Regions from separate parts of the Mus musculus genome. Here region 2 is linked to region 1. The links are chromatin contacts, called in public HiChIP or PLAC-seq maps. All regions are on one chromosome and are shown on one strand. Each heading gives the region's core, a stretch centred on a gene start, on an enhancer-like site or on the middle of the called end of the contact. The rest is flanking DNA. Distances are from core to core; before and after follow the strand shown.

Evidence for each region. HiChIP or PLAC-seq counts read pairs in DNA pulled down with a chosen protein or histone mark.
Region 2: an H3K27ac HiChIP or PLAC-seq map of extraembryonic endoderm stem cells shows a contact between it and region 1. The contact joins the promoter of C730036E19Rik here to the enhancer-like site in region 1. A contact is called at or near these places in 13 of 484 Hi-C or Micro-C datasets (the Ba/F3 cell line, the G1E-ER4 cell line, the HL-1 cell line and 9 more) and 8 of 115 datasets of contacts at active chromatin or transcription factors (bone marrow-derived macrophages, embryonic stem cells, extraembryonic endoderm stem cells and 5 more).

The regions. Positions count from the first base shown.
Region 1 is chr1:151,077,306-151,084,163 of GRCm38.p6, forward strand. The region is part of intron 1 of Gm36139 (a long non-coding RNA gene); the gene reads right to left. Gm36077 (a long non-coding RNA gene) reads right to left here and starts at 6,615. Exons shown (of 2, transcript XR_387461.2): 1 at 5,470-6,615; 2 at 3,140-3,447. It overlaps Gm36297 (a long non-coding RNA gene), which reads left to right. Exons shown (of 4, transcript XR_387468.4): 4 at 1-25. Within about 2 kb of position 3,311, at least 60 of the 459 cell types and tissues checked have an H3K27ac peak or open chromatin away from gene starts, as enhancers often do. A contact at or near this core is called in the G1E-ER4 cell line, bone marrow-derived macrophages, erythroblasts and 3 more, where this site is marked.
Region 2 is chr1:151,135,224-151,142,081 of GRCm38.p6, forward strand. C730036E19Rik (RIKEN cDNA C730036E19 gene) reads left to right here and starts at 2,811. Exons shown (of 7, transcript NR_038011.1): 1 at 2,811-3,411; 2 at 3,681-3,806; 3 at 4,479-4,530; 4 at 6,304-6,482. The region is part of intron 1 of Gm36139 (a long non-coding RNA gene); the gene reads right to left. It also overlaps the pseudogene Gm8941.

The DNA.
Region 1 (6,858 bases), core at 2,061-4,560:
ACTCTGTAACCCAGGCTAGCCTTGAACTCAAACCAATCCTCCTGCCTCAGCCTTGTGGGTGTTTTTTTTTTTTTTCATTTATGGGTATGAATGTTTTGCCTGTGCCCCATGTGTGTAGAATATTCATGGAGGCCAGCAAAGGACATCTGCAACTAGAGTTATAGGCAGTTGCGCGCCACCATGTGAATGATAGCAACCAATCCCCAAGTGCTCTTAACCATGGCGCCACCTCTGCAGCCCCAGTCTTGGTTATTTTAAAGAATGTGTTATTTATAAGCACTTAGAAATATGTATAATGTATTGTTTATGGGTTAGGTGTGACTAGCTTTCATGTCATGAGCAGAGAATATGAATAGTCTGCGCCAGGCATAGAAATATATGTCTGTTATTTCAGGACTCAAGAGGCCGAGGCAGGAAAATCACAAGCTCAGTGCCAGTTTGCACTATATGGTGTGAATGACATTTTGTTGGAGGAGCTGCACTTTTTATAAGGCTGATTAAGTGACTAGAACTCCACTATTTGTAGGGAGGTTGGAATTCTGCAGACCCAAAGCCTCAACTTTAATATGGGCTACCTTTACCACTTTTAAATATCAATTCCTTGCCTGCTTCTGTATCTATGACTAACAGATAAGTCTTTTAAAATGTGCAAAATTGACAGACTACTAACTGTCAGCAACCAAAAAACAATAAGAGAGTCATCAAATAGCTCACCTCAGGCCTATAGACATCTCCCTGCTTTTACTGTAACTTATCTGATGTTTCCACTCATATATTTCAAGACTCTAAATACTAAAGAGAGGAAAAAGGGAGGAAGGGGAGGGGGAAGAGGAAAGGAAGGAGAGGAGGAAGGGAGGGGAGGAAGAAGGGAGGGGTGGAGGAAGGGAGGGGGAGGAGGAAGGAGGGGGGGGGAAGAAAAACCAAAAGAGCAAAGGAAAAGGATATGCACGGGGAGTGTTTCTGGGTCTGGATAGGGCCCTCTGCTTGGCTTTGCTCGCAAGGGAAGCCTAAGGCTGGCAGGGAGTTTAGAACTGTGCTCAAGAAAATGAGAGAGACCTGCTCTTTTCCGGGAGGTCTTGGGCAGGAGAGCTGTAAGATCCTTAGGAGATGAACACAAACCATACTTGTAGGGGCATCTCCTTTGACCTCACCTGGGTCATTGTTTCCGACAGCTTTAAGCCCAACAGTGAGAGATCTGACTTTGGGTCTTTATCAACTATTTAAAATATACGTGCTCAAGTGGATATAATATTCGTAATTAAATGATCACCCGTGTGCGTGCTTTCCAATCCAGAGACTGAAGTAGCATAAACCAACAAAGAAGTTTTGTGTGTTTCTGCATTAGACAGAGAATCCATCTTTATTACACCAAAAAGAGTTTATGGAATGACTTTTCTACGGTGGCTTCCAAAGTTGCTGCACTGTGGAAAGGCAGAAATGAAAGTCACACTCGAGGGTTTTCTGTTCTAGCAATGTTTGTCTTCATATCCTAACAGTTTGTTGTTGTTATATTATTGTTGTTGTTATTGTTATTACTATTATTAGTTTTACAGTGGGTGTGTTTCACAGTCTCTCTCAAAGCACTTTGAGATCTAAGGACAGCCTTTTCTCATTGTCCCTGTCGCCATTTTTCAGTGCCCTCTTTGTCCTTCTTCTGTCCTCCCCATCCTATGAGTCTTTTCTAAAAACTCATAAAAATGAAAGTTTTCACACACCCTTCTCTGCTTTGGATGTGAAACCTGGGTTGGCACGCTGGCGACGCACGGCTAGTCTCTACCAACAGTGGCCGCTAGAGGGAGACTAAGAGCTTGCTCCTTCCTCGTTTCACCTGTTCTTGTTTGCCTTGGCAATGGTCCTCCATCCTGCGATGAGCGATTGGTTTCAGCCTCCTGCTTTATTTCCAGAATTCTTTGAATGTATTTGAATGTGGTCTGTCGTAAATACAGATGCTAGCTAGCATTGCTGGGAAAGTTTCCCAGCACCCCAGAGCCCCTCAGACACAACCCCTGCTGGCTAGTGTCAATCTCCCACCCCAACGCCCAGGATCCTAAAACTAAGGGTATGTGAAGGGAGAGGGAGGCATTGGACACAAAGCTCCGGATTCTGGTGTTAAGAGGCAGCAGCTTTTGATAACTCTCCTTTTTTTTTACCTCCGCACCTCTGTCTTCCGCTTTCCATCTCTCCGGGGACTCACCTAGCAGCTCCTAAATCCTCGCAGTCAAATAAATAAATAAATGTCTTAAGGCAGCTTCTTCTTTCCGGGGTGGATCTTTGTGATTCATCACTGACCCCAAAACGACCTTATTTTGGTGCCTAAAACATATCCTCTAAATGACTAGTGTGCATGGGATACAGGCTCAAGGCAACAGGAGAATGGCCCACGGAAGCCTGGCTCTTCGGAGCTCTGTGCTCACCAGAGCTGTGTTCCAGCTGCATTTACTTCATCTTTCCAATATAGTCCTGGTACTATACCCCCGTGCTTCTTGCCAGCTCGGAGTCCACCCACATGTTCCTCTTGCCTGGAGCTCTCCTCCAGAGGCAACTGGTTCAGGCCTACTCCTTTTTCAAATCTAAACTCACTTATTGCTTCTTAGGAGGAACTTTGCCCAAACTTTCAGGGTGAGACCCAACGTTTTCATAGCACCTTGCAGCTCTTCTAAAAATAGGGTTTAAATAAATAATGGACGGCTTCACTGTTCCGGAACGTAAATTGGGTGGCACCTAAGGTACCGACCATGGTGGCAAGTGACTGGAAAGAGCTGAGCAACCCTGGAGCCAAGATTCTGGGCCTTAGGACTGCGCGGCTCCACTTTGCACAAAGAGGAAAAGAACAAAGCCGGCAGTCTAATGGGAAAGACAAAACTTAGATAGGCAGAGCAGACGGCATTCGGAGAACTCCAGCAGACCTTGTGTGTTATCAGAGCACAGAAAAGGACAACTCCCCAAGGCAAGGACGATAAGAAACCTGCTGGGTAGTTAAGACTCAGAAAGGACCTAAAGGCACTAAAAAGGGCTGGGGGTGGGGGTGTTTAAGACACTATAAACACACAATAAATAAATGATCTACGATCCTTTCTCCACATGTTATTTTAAAAAAGGTGTGTGTGGGGGAAGCAAACAACATCAACAACAAAAAATATTTACATTATGAGTTTTTTTTTAATTGAGATATTAAAGACTTTCTTCCCAGCCACCAAGTAAACACAGTTACCAATTTCTTATGAAGCCCTTGAGGGACAATCTCCAAAAGGGCCAGAGCACAGAGGCATGCCAAGGTCCAGTGTTCCAAGTGGCAGGCCACTGCAGGAGGGTGCCAGGACACATCACAGCCAGTGGCCGCTGTGGGCAAACAGGGACAACGTTGTCAATCCAGACGAGCATTTGTCCTGCAAAGGCAGGCAGCGAACCTGCAACCTGAAGCTGACACAGAGCTTGAGACTCTGGACCCTGTAGATGAAGACCAGAAGCAGAAGAAGGAAAGAATCGGGTTCACTGGCAAAACTATTCAGAAGCAGGGGCTAAGAAATCGCTGGTGGAAATGTGTCCGGAAGTTGAGCCGTTATTGTTAGCAAAGCGGAAAAGGAGAGTCTGGAGGACAGGCTCATAAAAAACCAGGGACTTTTAGAAAAGAACAGGAAGACAGCTGGAGGCAGTCTGAGCCTTAGAAACAGAGCATTAGAAACAACAGCACCAACAAGGTCCTTTTAGGTCTGAACTAAGATGCAAATCAATCAAATTCTCCTGCCGAGTCTGGCACTTGGAGAATATCTATCCTCTCTGCAAACGATCTGAGCTGTTCTTTGGGATTGAAAATATTTTTACCTGGTTGGGCATGGCTGTTTTTTTGTTTTTTATTATTTCCTATCAAGCCTTGCTATTTTATTTAAAATAATTTCAGTCTACTAATGTATAACATAAATGGTCGAATGAAGTCTATGAGTATCTGTATATCGCTTTTGCAAAAGTGAAATTCTATAGTCTGTGCTGAGATTTGCTTGTTTCCTTGGTCTTTCTTGTAACAATGCTGGTCTTGAACCTGGGACCCTACACATGTAAGACATGAAGTCTGCCATTGGCTGTGTCCATGGCCCTAATATGCCGTTTCATTTTTAAAGATTTATTTTATTTTTAATTTAAAGGTACCCTGTCCTAGTTAGTTTGAACATAGAATTCATTGTTATCAGCCATCATTATCCTACACCACGTAGGATAAGTTCTGCATATGTGCAGAGGTTAGAAGATTGTGTCAGATTCCTAGAGCTGGACATAAAGGCTGTTGTGAGCCAAGGGGGATGGGTGACCAGAACTCAAGTCCTCTGTAAGAGCAGTATGCCCTTACAACTGCTGATCCAGCTCTCCAGTCCCCAACACCAACTTGTTTCCATTGAGTACCATGTTTGAACTACTCTGACAGCAATTCATTTCATCATTAGCCATCAATTTTCAAAACTGAAGAAAGAGAAGTCTAGAGGACCGACTGAAACCATCCATTGACGATCCAGAGGAAAGAAATCACTTAGCAAAAGCACTCACTAAGCATCCAGCTTCATGTAAGGAAGCAATGTGGGCCACGACTGCCAGGAACTGACTCTGAGATACATACAGTGACTCCTCGGAACCATCACTTTAGAAAAGGCTTATTCCTAAAACTGTTTTAGCACGGCTCGCTCTCTGAAGAGCAGTTTTGAATACATCATTTGCTATTTCAGAACAATCCAACAAATTACCCAAATCAGCTATTTTCAAATATGTTTTGATTCTCAGTTGGCACGCAGTAATTGAGCATACTTAACGGGCTGCCGTGTGGCACTGCATAGATGTGTATAGTGTGTAGGGATCAGGTCAGGGTAATTGACCCTGCTCTCAGACATTTATCATTGCTTTCTGTTAGGAATATTGAAATTCCTTCTGCACTAGCTATCTGTAATATGAAATCAGTTATTACCAGCCATCCTCCTCCTACTGAGGTGCTGAATATTAGAGGCCATTGGTCCTATCCACCTGTACCCTTCTACCACAAACAACCCTCCCTCTGTCTTCCCCTGCTTCCACCCCTTCCCAAGTTCCAGTGACCACCTTTCTACTCCCTACATCTCTGTGATCAGAGACAGGGTTAAGCTGAAGGACATTATACTAATGAAATAAGTCAGGTGCAGGAGGGCAAATTCCATTTCGTTCTTACACACACATGGAAGCCAAAGGGACTGCTTTGGGTTGATGATTAAGGTTGATAAGCATCTCTCTACCATATCATTCCTATTTACATTTTTAAAAATTCCCTCATTTCTTCTACTCTCAATTCACAACAAACTTTACTAAATAAAGATTCAGGCTCTGCTCCCTCTACTTCTGCACTGAAACTCTGATTTCCCAACGTACTCCCGTCTGTCTGGATTCCAACTTTCATTCTCCCTTGAGAAAGATCCCGTCCTCATCTTTCTAAGCCCCCCCGAGAAGTTTCACACTAACCACCTCTTTCTCCTCAACATGTTCTCTTGTCTTGGCTTTCATGACTCCGCCTTCTGCTTTTCCTTCAGAATCACTGGCTGCTCTTTCTTAGGTTCTTTTGCCAAACTCTTCTGCCACTTTTAAAGTTAAATGTCCAGGAAAAAAAATACCATCTGTTCTCTCTCTCTGAACTTCTGCCTTAGTTATCTCTGTGCAACCCAATGGCTTTAAAGGACACCCATATGCTAATGATGGTGAGGGCTGTGTTTCCAGTGTGAACCCACCCATTCCCAAGTTCCAGGCTTTGTATTTTGGCAACTCTATTCAAATGTGTAGTAGAACCTCAAACTTAACAGGTCTGTAATACTCCTACCCCACACCCTTTTCAACAATAACAAAATCCTTTAAATTTTTCAGTTTTTATTACATCGCTCACTTAGATCACCGTGGGATACCCACATACACTCTTTCCACCACTCTTTTAGATTCAATCTCTCCACCTCTCAAGAACATATTGATTTCCTAATTGCAGTAGGTGTTTCCCCCCTCATTCTTGTGACAAAATACATAACAAGAAAAGATTTCAGGGAGGGAGTGTTTTGGTACAGTGTGAAGAGTCACAGTCCATCACTATGGGGAATGCATGGCGGCAGGAAGACTGGCTATTTACACTGTATGACCAGTGTGGGAGCAGGGGACAGGGACCAACAGTGGTTGCCATGAGACTGTAAACCCTCAAAGCCCACCACTTCCCTCAGCAAGGTTCTACCCAAAAGTTCCAGAGTCTCCACAAATAGCGACACCAGCTAGGGACCAAGTGTTCCAATACATGAGCCTGTGAGGACCCCGCACATTCAAATCATAAACTTCCTAGTTTTTAGATCTGTCCCGGTCCTTCTTCCCATCACTAACCTCACACTTTAAGAAATGTTTGAAGATGTCTCTCTCTCAAGACTCTGCATTCACCAGCAATATGATCTGAAAGTGACTAAATTTCTCTAAGTATCAGTCCTTGTCCATACTACAGTCATGCCATGGGGGGTATAAAAGAGATGTTCCCTATAGCCTTGGGCATTTGAACACTTGGTCCCCAGCTGGTGGTGGCATTTGTGAAGGATTATGAGGTGTGACCTTACTAGAGGAAGTGTGGGACGGGGTGGGGGGGTGAGGGTGTGGGGGTGTGGGGGGTGTGGGGGTGTGTGGGCTTTGAGGTTTCAGAAGCCACATGACATTTCCAATCAGTTCTCTCTGCTTCCTGTTTGTGAAGTGAGATGTGTATTCTCACGTGTTGCTCCAGCCCCAAGCTTGCTGGCTGTCTGCTACCTGCTCCCTGTTACCTGTTGCCTGCCTGCCTGCCTGCTGCCTGCTGCCTGCTGCCTGCCTGCCTGCTGCCTGCCTGCCTGCTGCCTG
Region 2 (6,858 bases), core at 1,561-4,060, 57 kb after region 1:
TGAAACCAACAGTTTCCACCTCGGAATGAGCAGAGAAGAAGACAAAAATTACAGTGTTGATTTTGTGGTCCTGGCACATCTGTCCTTTATAGAGACAAACTGCTGATTTAAAGGATTACCTTGCCTTTCCTGTTAGTTTAATGAAACACATATTTTTGTTCTGCATGTTCCAGGTAACACTTGGGTCAAACATTAAAGTCAAGTCTTTTATCACACTCTGACAGCAGGGAAAATCACTTTTAGAAAATGCTATTATCAGAGGGAAAAAGGTGTTTTGAGCGCTTTGGCTTGAGGGTTTTGTTTTTTCCTCTACAATTTAAAAACCACTAAAGACCCTGGCATGGCAGTGCATAGTGATCACAGCACTCTAGAATCAAGAGTAGAAAGAAGACTCGTTTGAGGTCAGCCTGGGCTTCACAGTGAAATCAGGACCCCAAACAAAACAACAGTAAAGAGTTCTAAAAAAATGTTGTAAATAACGGTAAAGTCATTAAATTGTGGCCCAGCTAAAATACATAAAACCCACTTGGCTCGTGATTGAGTTTAGCAGTGGCATGCATGGCTAACATGGATAAGACTCTGGTTTGGAGCCCCAGTTCGGTAAAATAAATCAAAATAAAATAATAATAATAAAAACCCAATCAGTTATTGGAATGACACAGCCTAAGATTTTATCTACATTTTCTTTGTATTTTTGGTTGTGAGCCTAGCCTTTAATGGTAGAGCCATCTCTCCAGCCAGAATTTTTTTGTAAATGTAGTTTGTTTGTTTTTTTTCCCAGCGTCAACATGTGATATGAACCCTGCGGCCTGTGCCCTGGAATCTTCTTCCTGTTTCGTTGTTCTTTCACGTGTTCTAGAACAATGAACTGAACATATCTATGTCAACTTCTTTGTGTAAAGTGGAGTTGAGAGTCATCTCATGAAAGTATCATTGGCACCCGTGTTGGTCACAGCAAGCACTGCACATTCTACCCTTGGTTATGAGGGGAACTGTGGCTGTTCAAGAGTCCATGCTACGAAAACAGCATCTCCAGCTCTTAAACATTAAAAATTGTTAGCACCAGACGATGTGGGCCTAAAACAAACACAGTAAAAATTTTGGAATAAGAATCCAGGTCATGGCCTCTGCTCCTCCCTGTTGCAGAGACAGACTCATCCTCTTGTGCAGTGCCAGCCACGCCCCTTAGACACAATGGTGAAGGTCTAAGTGAATGGATTCGGCACCTGGTTACCAGGGCTGCCTGCTCATCTGGCAAAGTAGAGATCGTTGCCATCATTGACATGGTCTACATGTTCCAGTATGACTCTCTACCCATGACAAGTTCAACGGCATAGTCAAGGCTGAGAATGGGAAGCTTGCCATCAACAGGAAGGCCATCACTTTCTTCCAGGAGTGGGATCTCACTAACATCAAATGGGGTGACGCTGTTGCTGAGTATGTTGTGTAGTGTACTGGCATCTTTACCACCATGGAGAAGGCTGGGGACCACTTGAAGAGTGGTGCCAAAAGAGTTATTATATCTGTCCCTTCTGCTGATGTTCCCATGTTTGTGATGGGTGTGAACCACAAGAAGTATGTCTGCAACACAAAATTGTCTGCAATGCTTCCTGCACCACCAACTGCTTAGCCCCACCCACCCCCTTGCCAAGGTCATCCATGACAACTTTGGCATTGTGGAAGGATTCCTTACCACAGTCGATGCCATCACTGCCACCCAGAAGACTGTGGATTGTCCCTCTGGAAAGCTGTGGCGTGATGGCCAAGGGACTGCCCAGAACATCATCCCTGCATCCACTGGTGATGTCAAGACTGTGGGCAAGGTCATCCCAGAGCTGAACAGGAAGCTCACTGTCATGGCCTTCCATGTTCCTACCCCCAATGTATCCGTTGTAGATCTATCATGCCGCCTAGAGAAACCTGCCAAGTATGATGACATCAAGAAAGTGGTGAAGCAGGCATCCTGGGGCCTACTAAAGGGCACTCTGGGATTGTACTGGCTAGTTTTGTGTCAACTTGACACAGCTGGAGTTATCACAGAGAAAGGAGCTTCAGTTGAGGAAAGGCCTCCATGAGATCCAACTGTAAAGGCATTTTCTCAATTAGTGATCAAGGGGGAAAGGCCCCTTGTGAATGGGACCATCCCTGGGCTGGTAGTCTTGGTTCTATAAGAAAGCAGGCTGAGCAAGCCAGGGGAAGCAAGTCAGTAAAGAACATCCCTCCATGGCCTCTGCATCAGCTCCTGCTTCCTGACCTGCTTGAGTTCCAATCCTGACTTCCTTGGTGATGAACAGCAATGTGGAAACCTTTCCTCCCCAACTTGCTTCTTGGTCATGATGTTTGTGCAGGAATAGAAACCCTGACTAAGACAGGGCTACACTAAGAACCAGGTTGTCTCCTGCGACTTCAACAGTAACTCCCACTCTTCCACCTTTGATGCTGGGACTGGCATTGTTCTCACTGACAACTTTGTAAAGCCCATTTCCTGTTATGACAATGAATATGGCTACAGCAGCAGGGTGGTAGACCTCATGGCCTACATAGCCTCAAGGAGTAAGAAGCCCTGGACCACCCACCCCAGCAAGAGCAAGAGAAAGGCCGTTGGCTGCTGAGGAGTCCCTATCCCAGCTCAGCCCTTGACACTAAGCATCTCCCTCACAGTTTCTACCCCAGATCCTCCCACCCCCCAAAATCATAGAAGGGATCTAGGGAGCCTTCTTCTCTCAGATACCACCCATAAGATTTACAGAAGCATCCAGGCTACACAATGGTGAGGTGATAGCGAGTAGACTCTTAGGGGAGTTCACGATGGGGAGGGTGGGAACAAGATGGAAGTTGGTATACTTAAACATTATTTTAATTCATTTGTCATCATCCAGAAAATGTGGTGTTTGGGCAATTTTGAAAGTGTTCTAATAGCTCTCTTTATTCCTTTTCATAGAAATTAACAATTAATCATGAAAGCTGTATTGTAGGAGCCCGCAATGAAGCCTGCTTCCTTTATACCTGTGTTGGTTTGATGGGGCAGCTTTAAGTTGGAAGCTCTAAATAAAGCTGCCATACTTAGCTATTGTATACCTCTTCACATCTAGTAAGTTTCCGAAGCATTCTCCTCCCCCTCCTCCTTCTCCTCCGTGCCCTCTTTCATTCTCCCTGGCTCTGTGTGTGTGTGTGTGTGTGTGTGTGTGTGTGTGTGTGTCAGTCTCACACCTAGCCAGAGTCAAAGGATTCTTAATAAGAAGCAATCGAAAGCAATCCTCTCTGCTGGCCTTACATAAGAACCACACAGCAGCCGGTCTCCTGAGCCATCCCTGTCACATTCTCCTGTCTGCTGAAGACAGGAACATCACCGAGAGTTGCTGGGAGAAGAATGACTCACAGGTGATACCCGCCACACACGTTATCCTCAAGGTAAACGCAAGTCAGGAGACAAGGCCACAGAGTCCCAAAATAGTCTGAGCCTGTCACTTAGTACCCAAAATAATTACTCAAGAAATAGCTCTTTCTGAAGGGAGAAATTACCCCATCAGTATAAAATGACACTGTCAGGAGATTGCTGGATAATGATTTTTTAACAACTTCTTGGTACTCATCCTGACAAGAAAATCGCAAATTAAAATTATATCAGCTAAATGGAGCCAAGAATTGTTTTCTAAATGCTTTTCTTAGTTTCTGTCTAGGTTGGAAATAACCACCAATAAAGGAGCCAGTCAAGAGAGTCCAAGGTAAACTAGAAAGCAAGTGGCCAGTAAATCCGAAGACCAGAAGCTTCCAAGGTGGGGGAGGCTCATGATCCAGAGCCCCAAGTACGTGCATGCTGGGGAGACCAAAATGTCCTATTACAGAGTGCATGACAGTGCTTGCACAATTCACTTCTAAATAGGCCCGGCACACTCATCGCTCACAGTTGAAGATTGATAGGTATATTAGTGTCCTGCATGTTATAACAAATGTCCACACACTGAGTGGCTTAAAGCAACTTAAAAGATTTGGAAGATCCTGGAAGATAGACATGGAAGTCAAGGTGTGAACAATGTCAATTGTTCCTGTAGATTCTGAGTGAGATTTCTGTTTGGCATGTCTCCTTTCGATTCTTTCAAGTGCAGGCAAACCCTAGGGCTCTAGCTTATGCATAGGTGTATCGCTCCAATCTGTCTCCATTGTCATATGGTGTCTTTGTATTTGTGTCTCTACCAAAGTTTGCTCTCCTTCCATGGATTCTCATCATTGTGTTAAGGTTTGCCATAACTCAGTATGCCCTCACTTAACTTGATTACATTTTAAAACTCTACCAAGGTAAGGTTGTTACTACACTTTAGAAGGGGTCCCCATTCAGTCCATAATGCCACGTCTCTCAGATATTCCATGACCATTCATGTGTGTGGTCTGGAACCTTGAGGTATTATAAAGTGAGGAAAACATTGACTACTAGAGCTGAAAGCAGCTAGGCAGGAACCTAACTCTCTTTTTTTCCACAGACGATTACCTGACTTGCAAGCAAGCAACCATTGAGACCCAGGATGAAGTCAGGTATGGGGGATGGTGCAACTAATCCCAGCACCATGGATATAGAGGAATAAGGATCAGCAGTTAAAAGGATAGCTTTTGCTGCATAACAAGTTCAGATCCAGCCTGGGCTACATGAGACCCTGACAAAAAATAAGAACCCACAAAGCTAACGTGTGAGAATGATTTGCTCTCTGTATACAGAGGATAGAGACAGTGTCTACAACACCTCACCTACCTCTGTTAGTGTTTGTCTTGAGGAGACTAAGAAATCTAAAGGTGCTAAGAGTCACCCATAGTCCATAATCCATCTCGCCTCTGCCTTAAAGGAAGCGCATCAAGTATGAGCATAGAATACAGATGTGTGTTCATCCAGCTACAAAAGAGCCTTCATTCTAAGAACTGCTTTGGCATCTAACAGTGGTCAATAGACCAAAAAGCTTCCCAGCCTCTAGACACAAAGAAGTGTCATAGAAAGATAGTTTTGACTCAGCACCAGGTTGACTGTCTTCCCTTATTGCTTTTTGTCTTTTGATATAATATCCCTTGAACGTTATCTAAATAGTAGAGAAATGAGCAATTGACAAAAAGGAAGAATTTGGAAGAAATATGCAAATGCCCCACTTGCGCAAAACTTCAAAGTACTGAAGCATTACACTGGGAATCAAAGGAAATGTCTAGACGCCAGTGAAGATGCTGCGTAGACTGACCACGATTGTTCTGGGGCCGTTCCTTGCAGCAGGAGTGGGGGAAAGAAGTAACAGGGACAAGGAAGATGCAAATGTATGTGAATATATGTGATATTCCATTGAATAACAGAATATGCAGAATGTAGAAGAGCTCTCTCCGTTAATCTCTACAACCCTAAGTGTTAGGGTCCGAGATTCACAGAAGAGGGGGCTAAGGATTAGAGCGCTGTGAGCACTCTGCCCATGGTCACATTAGAGCGCTGTGAGCACTCTGCCCATGGTCACATTAGAGCGCTGTGAGCACTCTGCCCATGGTCACATTGCTAGTCATTGGTGAAGCTACCATGACACCTGGGACTCTGAACCAAGATGGATTCTTACCAAAAGGAAGAGTGAAAAGCAATAATAGAAAAGTGTTCTCAGTTGGTTCTTAGTGACCCAAAACTCACAGACTTTGGGATCTGAAGATGGTCTTTAAAAGAATAAAAAATGGGATCCAGGATCTATGGGAAAATGTGACTTTGGTGCTGTTTTTGATTAATGCCCTAAGCAGACTATGGAAAAGCCGCATAAGCAAACAGAACAATCTGGGGTTAGTTTAATAAGAGGTGGGGGCTGAAATTTGAGACTTAAAAAAAAAAGTCTTAATGAAACAAAATACAGCCAAGCACATTCTTTCTTCTTCCCATTTCATTCGCTGCCTTTTAAGATCCAGGCAGCATAGCCTGTATCCCAGCTGGGGGTAGGGCCTGGCTTTCAGCAAGCCTTGACAGGGATCTCCCACAAAGCACTAGGAGAGGACCTGCCTTGGAAGCTCATGCATGCTCGGTTTGCACAAAGAAGCTGCAATGTGCAGACAACCATAAATAAAACAGGTAAGCTGACCTGTTACTTTTGCCCTAGCTGGGTCCTAGGACTGGAGACAGATAGCTTTAGGGACATAGTCGAAGTTGCAGTGAGATGTCATACAAATGACTGGACAAATGCATGTGGTATGAAAACAGAGTAAGGACTCTGGAGAAAGGAAGGGAATGGGAGGGGGTAGTAGAGGAGAAGGCTGTGTTAGAACCAGCCCATAGGGATGGACATGCCATGATGAAACCCATAGGAATGGACATGCCACAACGACAGCCCATAGGAATGGACAATCCACGACAGCCCATAGGGTTGGACATGCCACAACGACAGCCCATAGGAATGGACATGCCACGACAGCCCATAGGAATGGACATGCCACGACGGCGGCCCATAGGAATGGACATGCCACGACGAAACCCCTTCACCTTGGTGTGTCAACATTACATTTTCATTTTAAAAATCTTTTAGTGAGAATGCCTTTCCAGAACTGTTTGTCCTCCATGGGTAGTTTCTTAGGCACATTCTGTATGCTATTTCCTTATATCTTTTTCTTTCATTGTTCCTTTGTTCCCTGAGACAGAGTCTTCTTGCTATGTAGGCCAGGCTAGCCTGAAATTCACTATTCTCCTGTCTTGGTCTCTGAAGTTCTTAGATTATACCACCACCTTCATGTCACATGACGTAACTGATGACTAAATTTTATCCAGCCTTAAGTTATTCTTAGAAGTCTTAAGACTATAAACCTGACAGCATATCCTCGTGACTCGAGGTATAACCACAGTAAACTCATCTGTGATGGGTGATT